3 separate regions of the Sus scrofa genome follow, and regions 2 and 3 are each linked to region 1. Evidence: chromatin contacts called from public Hi-C and promoter capture Hi-C data. All regions are on one chromosome and are shown on one strand. Each heading gives the region's core, a stretch centred on a gene start, on an enhancer-like site or on the middle of the called end of the contact. The rest is flanking DNA. Distances are from core to core; before and after follow the strand shown. Region 1 holds the start of GSTA4 (glutathione S-transferase alpha 4). Region 2 holds the start of LOC100526118 (glutathione S-transferase A1-like). Region 3 has its middle 15 kb from the start of GSTA1.

Region 1 (4,598 bases), core at 1,204-3,703:
AGTCTGTGGGGTAGTTAAAGCAAATGTTTATTTCCTAGTTTCGACATGGTTAAGAAAGATGTTATTATCGTTAGAGGAAACTGGGTGACAGTTATACAGGTATATTCTGTTTTCTCTTTATTACTTTTCTATTCACCTAAAATTATTACTGAATTTGAAGTTTTTGGTTTTTTTTAATGCAGAGGAAATGTTACAGAGTGTTAGAATATTGAAACAAAGGTTTTCAAATGCACTGTGTGGATCTGATTTAGATCTAGACTGAAACAAGGCCTCTTTGAAACAATCAGACTGAGTATTAGAAGATAACATGGAGTTGTTGTTAATTGTGTTGGGTGTGATCATGGTTGTAGTTATGTTTTAAAATGCTCATCATTTAGAGATCAAAGCTGGAGTCTCACAGATGAAGTATATGATGTTTGGATTTTACTTTAAAATACTCCCAGCAAAGCAAGTGGAGGAGAGGAAACAGATGAAACAAGATGAGCATAAAGCTGATGGCTGTTGAAGCTGGGTGACAGGTACAAGGAACTCCTGGTAATGTTCTCTCTACCTGTGTGTATCTGAAAGTTTCCATAAATAAGGAGCTACAGGAACAGAATAAAAACAAGACCCAAAACACTGTGGGCCAAAGCATACAAGTATGCAGACAAGACAGGAAGGCTGTCAGTTTGAAGCCACAGAAGCACACAGGAAATTAAGATTTTTTTTTTTTTTTTTTTTTTTGTCTTTTTGCCATTTCTTTGGCCGCTCTGGCGGCATATGGAGGTTCCCAGGGTAGGGGTTGAATTGGAGCCGTAGCCACCGGCCTACGCCAGAGCCACAGCAATGCGGGATCTAAGCTGCATCTGCGACCTACACCACAGCTCATGGCAACACCGGATCCTTAACCCGCTGAGCGGGGCCAGGGATAGAACCCGAAACCTCATGGTTCTCGGTCAGATTCATTAACCACTGAGCCACAACGGGAACTCTTCACTCAGATATTCTATATTCACAAAATTCTGGGTATAATTGGCAAATTGCAGCTTCATTCCTTTTCTCCTCATTAATAAATATTTATTGGTGGTAGATCAGAAGCCTATGATTAAGAAAAAGCTAAAAGTAAAATAGAATTCCATCAACTCCATTCTTAATAGAGAAATCCTTTTATGGAAGGGCTCTTCCGATTCGTTGAACCATGTCTGTAGTATTAGAGGGAGAAGACAGGGCTCCCCATTGACATTTCCCTCGAAAGTCCCAACGTTGTAGGACAAATTTGTGCAGAAACAGCAATTGGTAGGGAAGGTACCTCGACTCCTGCGGCAGCTAAAACCCATCTCACGGATTCCATCCGGCCTCGTCCATTGGGATAGTGGAGCTTGGGCTTCGTAGCCATCATGGCTTTTCAGCTTTTCTGAAAAACAAACCCAGCAGCTCCTCGCAAAAGAACTGCCTCAATTTCGTGTCCTCATCCCAGTCCTCAGACGCTAAATGAATATTCAAGATTTGGGCACAAGAAATTGTTTTTTTGGATTTCTGTGGTTTGGAAGGGAAGGGGTTTTATTTATATCCCCCCCCCCCACCACCACTGCGTTTTCCCTCACTCAACAATAACATACCACCATTTTAAAACCTTAAATAAGCCCACACACTTGGCTTTCATATCATTTCTATTTATGATTTCACACTCTGGATCGTGGGAAGCTGAGGCCAGTTGCTGGAAAGACATCTGTACTAGCAACACGGGACTTCGCAGATTAGGAACATCATATACTTTGACCTTGAAAATCTGAGATTTCACAAATTCGGCCCGGACAGGCCAGACCCCAGGCCGCGGAGAAGAAACATACCCATGGAACAGCTGCAAGAATTCGCGTCCACACGCATTCAGATTTGAGCCTCACAGCAACAGGGAGGTGGATGGACCAAAGATTACTATTGTTTGCACGGCCTGCGTCTGCGGGCAAAGCGGCCCTAGGTCGCGCAAGCCCCGCCTGCTCCCGGCGAGGACACGAGCCCCCAGCCCCCGCTGCGACCAAACCACCGCTGGGCCGCGGAGCCAGGCCCCAGCACTTCGCGTGGCTGCTCAGCCCGCGTGGCCTGGCTCGGGGACCATCCGAGCCTGCCTCCCCTTACAGGGCTGCGAACTCCACAGAGAGTGTTAAAAATCATTCCACATCGAGCCGAGCAAGACCCCCACCCCGGCCCGGGGGCCCCACCGACCCGGATGGTGCGGGGGCGCAAAGGACCTAGGAGAGAAAGACGAGAGAAGGATGGGCGCAGGGTACTTAGGGTATGGAGGGAGAGTCAGAGGCTCAGAGCCAGGAGAAAAACAGTTAAGAGGGGAAAGGGCAGGTGGGGGCAGCAAGAGAAAGACAGACCTGGGTCCACTCCGAGCGCCCGGAACCGAACAAAACGCCCCCGCTAGCTGTCTGCAGCTGGGGAACCCGCGGGCTGCCGGAGATGCTCGAGGTGGGCGAGGCTCCGGAGGATTTCGCCAATAGAGACGGCAGTATTTAGCATGCTCCACCCATTCTGCAAGGCATGCTGGATAATACAAAAGTAACCCCAATTCACGTCATTTAAACCCAAATTTTAGCGATCTGAGGGATTAATTGACCTTTTAAGTGTTAGTTAGATTTAGTTTGAAAGGCATGTTAGCGATTTAGTGCAATAAATAACTCGGCCTATGCAGAAAGACACAAATTTCCTCAGGTTTATATACCGCGCGGCCTTCCTCAGGCCTCGGATGTGAGGGCGATCTGGCTGCGACATCTGTCACCCCATTGATCGCCAGGGTTGATTCGGCTGATCTGGCTGGCTAGGCGGGTGTCCCCTTCCTCCCTCACCGCTCCATGTGCGTCCCTCCCGAAGCTGCGCGCTCGGTCGAAGAGGACGACCATCCCCGATAGAGGAGGACCGTTCTTCGGTCAAGGGTATACGAGTAGCTGCGCTCCCCTGCTAGAACCTCCAAACAAGCTCTCAAGGTCCATTTGTAGGAGAACGTAGGGTAGTCAAGCTTCCAAGACTCCAGACACATCCAAATGAGGCGCTGCATGTGGCAGTCTGCCTTTCTTTTGACATTATTCCTTTCTTTTACTTATTCTTTTGACATTATTCTTTTCTTTTTCTTACACACTGCAAGAGCAGGTATCTTGACTAAATTTTCAAAAGGCATTAAGTACACGTATTAAACGTAGAACTTAATTTCTCTCATTTTGTGTATTGCTTTCTCCTTCCCCTCCTTTATTCCTTGACACGGTGAATAGAGATGTTTCTTCATTTTGCATGCGAGCCAGAAAAGTCACTTTCGAATACAAATAATATATATATTCAATTTCGTCTTCCTCATTCTGATCTAACACAGTTTAACATGGAGAGGGAGCCATATCTAAACCTGCTCAAGGTGATCATTCCTTACTAATTTTTTCCACTCTCATTGAACTAAGTAGAACAAACATTATTATTCACCTTTGCTGATAAGCCATTTATCTCCATTTCCTTATTTCTAGTTGCTTGAGCCATATCATATTGCTATTTTACTATTTTTCCCCTAACGTACAGAATCGCTCACTTCACACGTCCAGACTAATAAATTAGGGATCACATCCTAGCAATCTTGTTTACCTGAAAGAAAACCTAAAGGAGTGTCATAAGACTCTGTCTTTACACAGGCTTGTGGAGATATAAAAAGTCCTGTTATAATAATTCTGCCATTCTATGGCAGGTATCCTAATGTCATCGTGTTCCTTGGAAGCCTTGAAATCATTCTATTCTTGGAGACTCTCAGTTGCTCTCAACCTGGGACAGTCCCACTCAAGACGTCTTTCTATCTACCTGATATATATGTTCAGAGGCCCCGGGCACTTGTCTCGGCCTTTGACCCTTCCCCACCCACTCAGTAGTAAATCGAATCGCCTGGACAAAAATCAAGACCTTTAGATCACAGTTTAAGAGGTGCTTTTATAAGTAAATACTCCGGGAAGATGGAAGCAACAGCCACAGCTAGGATTGAATGTATTGGACCCTATTCGAACAGCAGGTTTTGGTGGCTGAGAGCTTGACTCTGTGGGGCATCTGATCAGATGGTAGTGGGGGAACATATGCCAAAATCTTAGGGCAAAGGGAATAATTATATAGTCGGGGGTGGGGGCAGTGAAGGTGTTCTAACCAGGAAGGGCAAATCTACAGATTCACTAACAAAGATTCATCTGTAAATCATGTTCCTCAAAATTCTTTCAAGGAGTCTAAGAATGTTTGGGAAATCAGTTTCCTGTGGAATCTTGAATAGAATTCATGAAGTTATGAGCTTCTTTTGAAGCATTGTTTTGTACATGCGTTTACTATGAAAGCTAGAAAAATACAAGTGAGATATTAATCATAATGAAATCAAAAAGATTGTTTTCATCTGCTTTTTTAAAAACATTTTTTATATTAATTTTTTTTATTATCTATTTTGCTTAAAGCTAATTTTAAAAGGCCTCTGCATTGCAAGATAACCCTTCCTACTGCTTGTCTACGTATATGCTTCCAATTTCCCGGCAGTAACACTATATTGAGCGTTAAGAAGTTTTAAATCATCCAAATTCCAAATTAGGACATAGCAATGTTATCATTTG
Region 2 (4,355 bases), core at 925-3,424, 68 kb before region 1:
CCAGCGTTGCTGTGAGCTGTGGTGTAGATTGCAGACGTGGCTTGGATTCCACCTTGTTGTGGCTCTGGTATGGGCTGGTGGCTACAGCTCTGATTAGACCCCTAGCCTGGGAATTCCATGAGCCACAGGAACGGCCCTAGAAAAAGCAAAAAGACAAAAGAAAAAAAAAAAAAAAGCCTTTGTTTTAGTCTTTGTAACTTGGCATTTCTTCCAGGGCACCACTGACTCTCATTACGTTGCTTCCTACTTGGTAACTTCACGTGCTGTCTAAAAACGAATTCTCTGTTCCCCTGATGTATCTAGCTCTCCCCTGAAGACTTCCTGAGTTACAGAGCTAGAAGTCAGCTAGCTCTACTCCAAGAGTTGAGGAATACACAGCGCCTCAGAGAGAGCTTGCAATTGACCAGCTAGCTAGTTACTGGTAAAGTCTGGATTAGATCCTAGGCCTGCTGACATTCAGACTAGTTTCTTTCTATTATATCTATTTTATTATTGAATTTTCACAGCCCACAGAGATTACTGTTTGCATGCCCCCCACTAAGCTATGAACTCCCAGAAAGCAGAGACCCCGTCATGGTCTTTAGTACAGGACACTGTTCAAAGTTCAGGACACCTTCCGTGTGACATGGAATGGTTAGATAGCCCAAGACCCACACATTCTTTCTTTCTTTTTTTTTTTTTTTTAAAGTATTTCCATCAGAGGGCTTACCATTTTGCAATATAACAGTATAGAATAATTAAATATAAACTGGGATCATGGTCATACATTAACCAAGACTGATGATAAAATCCAGCATCATGCCCTTTAAACAGAACTATCAGAAACAATAGAACTCTCCCATGTAGTGCAAATATAATGACTATGCAAAAAAAATTGGAACCGGGCTTTGGCAGGGTAGCTCAGGAGAATATTTAACTTGGCAGATAGAAGCAATTTGCAAATTCTTTGTTGGACTGGGAACCTGACAGCTCAAAAGAAGGCCGTTGTTTTCTTGAATTTGCCTAAGAAATAAATCCAGAAGCATTTACTATCTATCCTCAAAGCCCCATGCATTTAAATTCACTTTGCAATTTAATTTTGAGTCTCCTCTCTTTCTCTCTCTCTCTCTCTTTCTTTTTTTTTCTTTTTTCTTTTTTTTTTTTGGCTTTTTAGGGCTGCACCTGTAGCATGTGAAGGTTCCCAGGCTAGGGGTCAAATCAGAGCTACAGCTACCAGCCACAGCCACAGCCACAGCCACACAGGATCCAAGCCTTGTCTGCCACCTATACCGCAGCTCATGGCAAAGCCAGATCCTTAACCCACTGAGCAAGGCCAGGGACTGAACCCGAAACCTTATGGTTCCTAGTCAGATTCATTTCCTCTGCGCCATGACGGGAACTCCTTGAGTCTTTTCTTGGTAGGAAACACTGCCTGGGGTTTGGTCCCCAAAACCTTGAGTGTGGAGGAGGAGAACATGGACAGGAAGAGGAGGAAGGGAAGAAGAAGAGAAAGGAAAAAAGGGGAAAGCAGCATGCTACTTAGTGCTCAGTCCCAAAGTAACTCATCTGAACAACAAGCTCACATCTGTGATACCAGCTCTGGAGGTGGACATGCAGATTCTGACCCGTAGGCATTGATGACTGGTTACTGAATAGTAGATACCAGTTCAAGTGGCACGTCATCACTCAGATATAGTTTCTCATCATTGCTCATCGTTTGAGTTCCCCAAATGTACGACCCTGCCAAATTTAAGTCCAGTGTAAGTGTATGAACCACACTATGAATCACACTAACACACTATCTATGATAGAGAAAGCAATGCTGAAGGAGCTCACAGATCCCTCCCGGCACTGGCATGTTGGTTTTCTTTTCAGATAACACTCTTCGTTTTCCCATAGTATCAGATTCTCTGTCCTCATTTTCTAAAGTCTTGATGATTATTTTCCTCTAAAGACTTGTCCTTGAGGAACCAGTGAACAATAGTTAACAGTCTCCTGAGCACACCAAAAAGATACAATAAGACACAGTACCCACATAAACAACATATTTAAAAATATTTTCCTCTTGAAAGAGAGACATGAAAAAAATGGGTAACAATTCCGAGGTCACTACCAACCTAATTGAAGTCCAGCTGCCTCTCTGCTCAGCTCCTCAATGCCAGTCCTTATGTGTATGTTCGATGCTTTTATATTGCGGCAACCCTCTCCCTCCGGAGGGAGTGAGTCCAACAGGTTACAGCCTCCCACAACTTTCCAGGCACCGCAGGATTCCATTCTAGCCCACAAAGATATTGATAAATCAACAATATTTCATTTCATTTGATCCATAAATGCACTCACAGTGATTGCAGATTTATTTGGCTGCCCCAGATTTTTATAAACACCGCTTATGGAGGATTTCATAAAATTGGCTGCAAAGTTTATAGCAGGTGGAAAAATCTTGTAGGGAGAGGGGGAATGTCAGAAAGGAGGATATAGTAGAAAGAAGAGGGAGATAGCAATCTAAATTTGTAAAAAGGATTACATGATGAATATGGTTGCAGCCCCCATTCTATCCCCCATGAGAATCTGGCTAGGTTGTCCTCAATCTGGGTGCAAGGGCTCAGCTGCAGATCCTTCTCTTCTTGATTGCGCTTTGGCTTTTCTCTCTAGCCCCAGGGCCTTTGCACATACTGTTTCTTCTGCTTGGAACACTCTGGCCTCCATGCACCCAGCCATACTGTGCTTCCTCTACCATATCACTAGTTTTCTTTTTCTAATTGAAATATAGTTGATTTACAATGTGATACTAGTGATGTGATGTTTTTATAGATTATACTCCATTTAAAGTTATTGTCATATCACTCTTTCAACCTTTTATAATTAATATCTGCTCTCCCCCTGTTGACTGTGAGCTCCTTGAGGGCGAACTGTCAAGTGCTCATGGTTGACTACAGTGCCCAGCACAAGAGAGGGACTTCATAAACATATAGAATTTATCTTTTTCTAATGGAACATTTCTACCATAATGTAGGAAGAAGTATGCAAGGGGCCTTGACATATCATCACCTTTTTAAAAATTTTAGTTTAATTTTGTTTTGGTCATGCCTGCAGCAGGTGTAAATTCCTGGGCCAGGAATCAAACCCTTGCCACAACAATGACTCAAGTCACAGCAGTAACAATTCCAGATCCTTAATCTGCTAGGCCATCAGAAAACCCCTTTTTTTTCTTTTTTAACTTTGAATTTGGTTTAACAATTGTTAGCAATATTTGAATGCAATCCCAGACTTCATTTTATGTCATCAACACATATTTTAATATATATCTTTTAAACTTTGAGAAACTACATCATAGATTATATTCCATTTAAAATTATTACTACATTAATTTAAACTTAATTAAACATTAAGTTAACTACATTACAGAAAAACTGCAAAACCGGTACAGATTTTCCAAATACCCTTACCTTAGTCTCCTCTGATGTTAAAACTTACATAACTATAACAGGACAATCAAAACCAGGAATTCAATATCGATGTCATACTGTTAACTAAATTCCAGACAGTATTTGGGATTCACCAGCTTTTCAATCAATTTCCTCTTTTTTTTAGGGCCACATCTGTGGCATATAGAAGTTCCCAGGCTCGGGGTAAAATTGAAGCTGCAGCTGCCAGCCTACACCGCAGCCACAGCAACATCAGATCTGAGCCGCGTCTGCAAGCTACCTACACCACAGCTCACAACAAGGCCGGATTTCCCAACCCACTGAGCAAGACCAGGAATTAAACCCATGTCCTCATGGTTGCTAGTGGGGTTCATTACCACTGAGCCATGATGAGAACTCCCCAATATCCTTTTTCTAGTTCAGAGTCCCACACTGCTTAGTTGCCATGTTCTCCTATCTGTGACAGTTTCTCAGTCTTGCCCTGCCTTTCCTGATCTTGGCACATTTCTTAAAGAGTACTGATTGGTTATTTTGTAGAATGTCCCTTAATTTGGGTCTGCCTGTTATTTTCTCATGATTCGATTAAAGCTATACATATTTTTTGGAGAACAGCACAGGATTATGCTATTCCCTTCTCAGTTATCATTTCCAGACATAACATCGTATCTGAGATACAGTATGTCTTATTAATAGTAATGTAAGGGAGTTCCCATCATGGCGCAGTGGAAACAAATCCGACTAGGAACCATGAGGTTGCAGGTTCAATCCCTGGCCTTGCTCAGTGGGTTAAGGATCTGGTGTTACTGTGAGCTGTGGTGTAGGTTCCAGACGTGGCTCGGATCTGGTGTGGCTGTGGCTGTGACTATGGTATAGGCTGGTAGCTGTAGCTCCAATTCAGTCCCTAGCCTGGCAACTTCCATATGCCATGGGTGCGGCTCTTAAAAAGGCAAA
Region 3 (4,877 bases), core at 498-2,997, 120 kb before region 1:
CCGTTCATTCCCTGGGGACCAAGGACTTGGTGCTGTCGGTGCTCTGTAGCTGTGGTACTCACCTCCGCTGGCCATTCTTGGCTGACTTCCCACAATGACAAATGTAACGGAGCCCAACCTACTTAGTTTTCCTTTCTTTCCTGGGCTGCAGATGAAGTCTCCAGTCCCACTCATCTGCCTTTTTTAGGAGCAAACCTTCTCAAAAGGACTATCGGTAGCGGCTGTCTCTACATCTTCCTTTCCACGAGAACCCACCCCACTGGCTCTCCGAAGGCCAGCAGTGGCCTCATGTCACCTAATTCTGCGTTCACTCTTCAGTTTCTTGGCTTTGGGATGCCACACTTCCTGGCTCTCCCCTGCTTCACAGATGCTTCTTTATCAGACTTCTTGGCTGGCTCCCTCCCTTGTCCCTCATCCTAGATGCTCTCCTCAAGCTACCACTGTCATCGGAAGCTAGGTCATAAAAGATATTGCTGTTTCCGTCCTGCTCTCTCCCGGTCTGCTTGCTCGGGGGAAAATTAACAGATCTGTCATGAGGACACTCAGGCAGCCCTGTGAGGAAGCAAACAAGAATGGAGGCCTCTGCCATGTGAGTGCCCCATCTTGGCATTGGATCCTCATCCCTGGTCAAATTTTCAGATGAATGCAACCCCTGCTGAGGGCTTGACTGCAGCCTCCTGGGAGGTCCCGCCCCAGAACCACTCAGCTAAGTTGCTACCGATTCTCTGACCCTCAGAAATGGTCTCAAATCATAAATATTTGTTGCTGTATGTCACTGAACTGTGGGGTGATTTGTTACACGGCAGCTGATACACCCATGCCTGCTCTCTGACCTCGTCCTTTATATGTCCTCATCACACTCCCTCGGCACTTGCCTGCCCAAGGTGCCTGAAATAAAAAGTTGTTCCTGACCAAGGCCCTTGCCCTCCCTGGTCCCTCTGGTTCAGAGCCTGTTACCCTGGGTCTTCTCATGCTGGCACCACCCACCACACTTTCTTTTTCTTCATAACATTCATCATTAACCATAACTAACTTCATAACTACCTTTTTTTTTTTTTTGGCTGTGCCCATGGCATGAGGAAGTTTCCAGGCCAGGGATTGAACCTGCACCATAGCAAGGATGTGAGTCACAGCAGTGATCATTAACTGCTAGGCCACCAGGGAACTTCCATAACTAACTTTTAAAATGGGTTTATTTACCCATTGTCTGAGCAGGAAAATGCTCTTATAAGTACCATGGCATCCTCTGTGCCTAAAAAAATGCAGGGCCCAGGAGTTCCTGTCATGGCGCAGTGGTTAGTGAATCCAACTGGGAACCATGAGGTTGTGGGTTCGATCCCTGCCCTTGCTCAGTGGGTTAACGATCTGGCATTGCCGTGAGCTGTGGTGTAGGTTGCAGACGCGGCTCGGATCCCGAGTTGCTGTGGCTCCGATTAGACCCCTAGCCTGGGAACCTCCATATGCCGAGGTAGCGGCCCAAGAAATGGCAAAAAGTCCAAAAAAAAAAAAAAATGCAGGGCCCAAAATAAATGCAGGGCTCAGTAAACATTTATGGACTAAAACAATGAATAAAGTCCTTTACATATCATTTATTGGAACCATAATCCCTAAGAAGATTTTTATCAATTCCTGAGTCAGAGTCTAAATATTTTTTTTTCTCCTGGAAATCTGGCCTGTGGACTTAGAATGTCACAACTATGTCGAAAGTCTCAAAGGACATCATATTCAAACATAGCTGTTGTGTGCAAAGGAGAGCTGAACAAATGTTGTGGAGAGCAGGTAGGAGGCAAGATGGATCGGTCAACAGAGATTAATATTGTGCCGATACACAGCTGCCTTGTCTGAGCAGCGCTGGTTGGCAGAATGTTTCTGATACAGATTTGTTCTTCAAGAAGAGTTTGGAAAATTGGCAAGTTGCTCTATATGCTAGCTCAAATCCTGACCCAATCCTTCCAGGACAGTTGGAGAAATCTACTTACGTATATATGTATGTATGTATGTGTATGTGTGTGTGTGTATGTATATGTAAAATCTCTCCATGAAAATGGTGGATGGTGTAGGGATCAACTCCACTGAAAATTACTTTGTAACAAATATCTTTATGTGTTTGTGTCACGGATTCCCCAGGAGTGGTATTCAAAATATTTAACATTTGGTATAGTAAATATAAATTAATATATAAATCAGTTTACATGCCAAAAATTAAAAAATAAATTTCCCTTTGTTTTCTAACTAAACCATGGAGAGCATAAAAATGGATAAAGTTACAGTGCAGACCAGTCACAAATCGTTGTGATAATTCCCATCATCTGTGACCTTTTTATACTGTTTAAATATTCTGGACTGTTTGAGCTAGCAGGGGATGCCTTGCTCTAGAAAGGTCATCAGCTCCTGTCCAAGTGGCCCTTTCCTGCACCCATGCATTCCTAGGTCCTCTACTGCTTTCTGCCTTTGTCCTATGGGGGGGGGGGCAGGTGTGCCGGTCAGGCAAAGGCCCCAGATGCATCAACTTCTCTTGCAGTATCTTAATCCCACCCCCAGCTTTGTAAATGGGCATTTCATTAAACTCTCCCCAGCCACCCTTACTTAAAAAAACTGAAGTATAGTTAATTTATAATGTGTTAATTTCTGCTGTACAGCAAAGCAACTCAGTTATGCATATATACACACATTCCTTTTTCATATTCCTTTCCATTATGGTTATCACAGGATATTGAATACAATTCCCTGTGCTATAAGATAGGACCTTGTTGTTTATCCATCTTATACATAATAATTTGCATCTGATAACCCCAAACTTCAGATGCACCACTCCCCCCTTCCCAGGCACCCTTTTTGGGTTAAGCTGATATTATTCTTTCTGTATTCACAGCACCAGCCACATTGAGTCAGTCCAATGAAGTTCACTTCAGGCTAATAAAAAGGGATGATAAAATATGTAGTATGACCTGGAGAAGGCCAGGTGTGAGGAGGTGGAGAACCTCTGTTTAGAGCAAGGGTATAAGAATGTATTGCTGGAGGGATGGAAAACAAAGGCCTCTCCTCCTTGCAAGGACTTGTTGAGGAGTCAGAGGTAGAGAGAGAGCAGGCAAGTGTGCAGAGGGCCTGGAAGGCTCCCGGAAGGAAAGCTCTGCACAACTTGGGCTGAGCTGGCCTAACAATGAAGGACAGAAAAGTTCCGTGCCTCTGTCTGCTGCCCCCGCTCAACAGTGGGAAGTTTACCCTGTGAAAATGGGCAGTCAGGACTAAGGCCCTGGGCTCAACCCCATGGATCCCAGATTTCCCCCGGTGGGGCGAGAGGATGGGGGGGGAGGGCGGGGGGATGGTGGAGGGGAAGCCAGGAGAAACCGGCTGAGTAGGTGGCTGAGGCTAGAAATCACTGTCCCAGACCCTCCTGAACAGTGACTCCAGGGGGAAATGACTCTGTATCTCCATCTATCACTGGAGGTCCCAAGCCTGGGTGACAGCCTTCCCTTCCTTCCCTCTGCAGTGGTGGAGCCCAAGGACTGATGGCCAGTGTGGAGCCAACTTCCTCGATTCAGGAAGTCTGTGGGACCACAGGACTCCAGAGGGCGAAGAGGGCAGCAAAAACGGGTGTCCCAGCAGAGGACTGACTGATGGGACTTTCTATGGGTCCCAGGACTGCCTGACTTCTTGAACCGATAAGCCCCAAATTTAACGTGGGAAACAGACTGGGTGGGGAGTGTGGTCTTGCTATTCTGAGATGCAAGCCTGAGTACTTGAGTATTTAAAGACGTGATTGGTAAGTTCCCGCTGTGGCGCAGCAGAAACGAATCGGACTAGGAACCATGGGGTTGCGGGTTCCATCCCTGGCCTTGCTCAGTGGATCCGGTACTGCTGTGAGCTGTGGTTGCAGGCACAGCTCGGATTCTGCGTGGCTGCGCCTGTGGCATAGGCTGGCAGCTGTAGCTCTGGTGATTGGACCCCTAGCCTACAAGAGGTGATTTGTGCCGTATATTAGATTCCAGATATAAGTACAGTGGAAATTGAAAATTGACAGAATGCTGTAAATCAACTATAATGGAAAAAATAAAACTCTTTAAAAAATAGGAAGACATGGTTTGATGAGATGTACAACAGGCTGGTAAAGCAGGGTGCATGGCTGCACTTCGGTGACTCCCTGTTTTCCTAAGGACAACCCCCAAACTTCTTGCCAAGGCCATCAAAGTCCTCCTGACGCTGGACCCAATCCCTGGTCTCACCTCATGGCCCCTCCCACCTTGTGCTTTCACGCCCCGCCCACATCCACGGCTTCGTCTTCTTCAGATACACCTGACACACCGTGCAGCCTCTCTGCCGACCTCCTCCCCGGTCACATCCCTGCTGCCCCACCGAAGACCCGACACACCCTCCACTTCACTACCTGGAATTTGTTTCTCCTTCAAATCTCCCTTCAGACCTGACTCTCCTTTGTGAGAAGCTGACCCACAGATTCCAGCAGTGGTGGCGTGATTCTGGTCTTGCTCAGCATTCTCTCACCCCCTAGCTCATGGATTGTAAGGAAATCGTGTTCCCTGCTGAAGGGTATGTTGAATTCCTAACCCCGGGTACCCATGAGGGTAACTTTAATCTGGAAACGGGGTCTTTGCAGACATCCTCAATTTAAGATGGGGCCCTACTGGATTGAGGTGGGCCCAAATCTGATTGCTGGTGTCCTTAGGAGAATAGAGAAATTTGGGTAGAGGCACCAGAAAGGAAACCATGTGACAGACTGAGGCAGAGATGGGAGTTGTGCATCTATAAGCTAAGGATGGCCAAGGATGGACAGCAACCACGAGATGCTAGGAAGAGGTGAGGAAGAATCCTTTCCTAAAAGGGGAAATTTCAATGGAAGAGCCTACAGAACTCTGAGGAAA

The links. Promoter capture Hi-C pulls out the DNA fragments that hold promoters and counts their contacts. Hi-C and Micro-C count contacts between places; a contact is called where the count stands out from the background.
Region 2: a contact with region 1 is called in a Hi-C map of liver, with 2.7 times the contacts expected there. The contact joins the promoter of LOC100526118 here to the promoter of GSTA4 in region 1. A contact is called at or near these places in 1 of 5 promoter capture datasets (liver) and 10 of 47 Hi-C or Micro-C datasets (embryonic fibroblasts, fetal liver, liver and 4 more).
Region 3: a contact with region 1 is called in a promoter capture Hi-C map of fetal liver, with 2.6 times the contacts expected there. The contact joins the enhancer-like site here to the promoter of GSTA4 in region 1. A contact is called at or near these places in 2 of 5 promoter capture datasets (fetal liver and liver) and 11 of 47 Hi-C or Micro-C datasets (alveolar macrophages, brain, embryonic fibroblasts and 4 more).

Annotation. Positions count from the first base shown.
Region 1 is chr7:46,654,038-46,658,635 of Sscrofa11.1, forward strand. GSTA4 (glutathione S-transferase alpha 4) reads right to left here and starts at 2,454. Exons shown (of 7, transcript NM_001243379.1): 1 at 2,361-2,454; 2 at 1,289-1,393. The coding sequence starts at 1,378.
Region 2 is chr7:46,585,965-46,590,319 of Sscrofa11.1, forward strand. It overlaps LOC100526118 (glutathione S-transferase A1-like), which reads right to left and starts at 2,175. Exons shown (of 7, transcript XM_003128792.4): 1 at 2,097-2,175.
Region 3 is chr7:46,533,409-46,538,285 of Sscrofa11.1, forward strand. No RefSeq gene overlaps it. Among named protein-coding and RNA genes, the nearest start is that of GSTA1, 15 kb to the right of the region's middle. Within about 2 kb of position 1,748, at least 2 of the 83 cell types and tissues checked have an H3K27ac peak or open chromatin away from gene starts, as enhancers often do. A contact at or near this core is called in fetal liver, where this site is marked.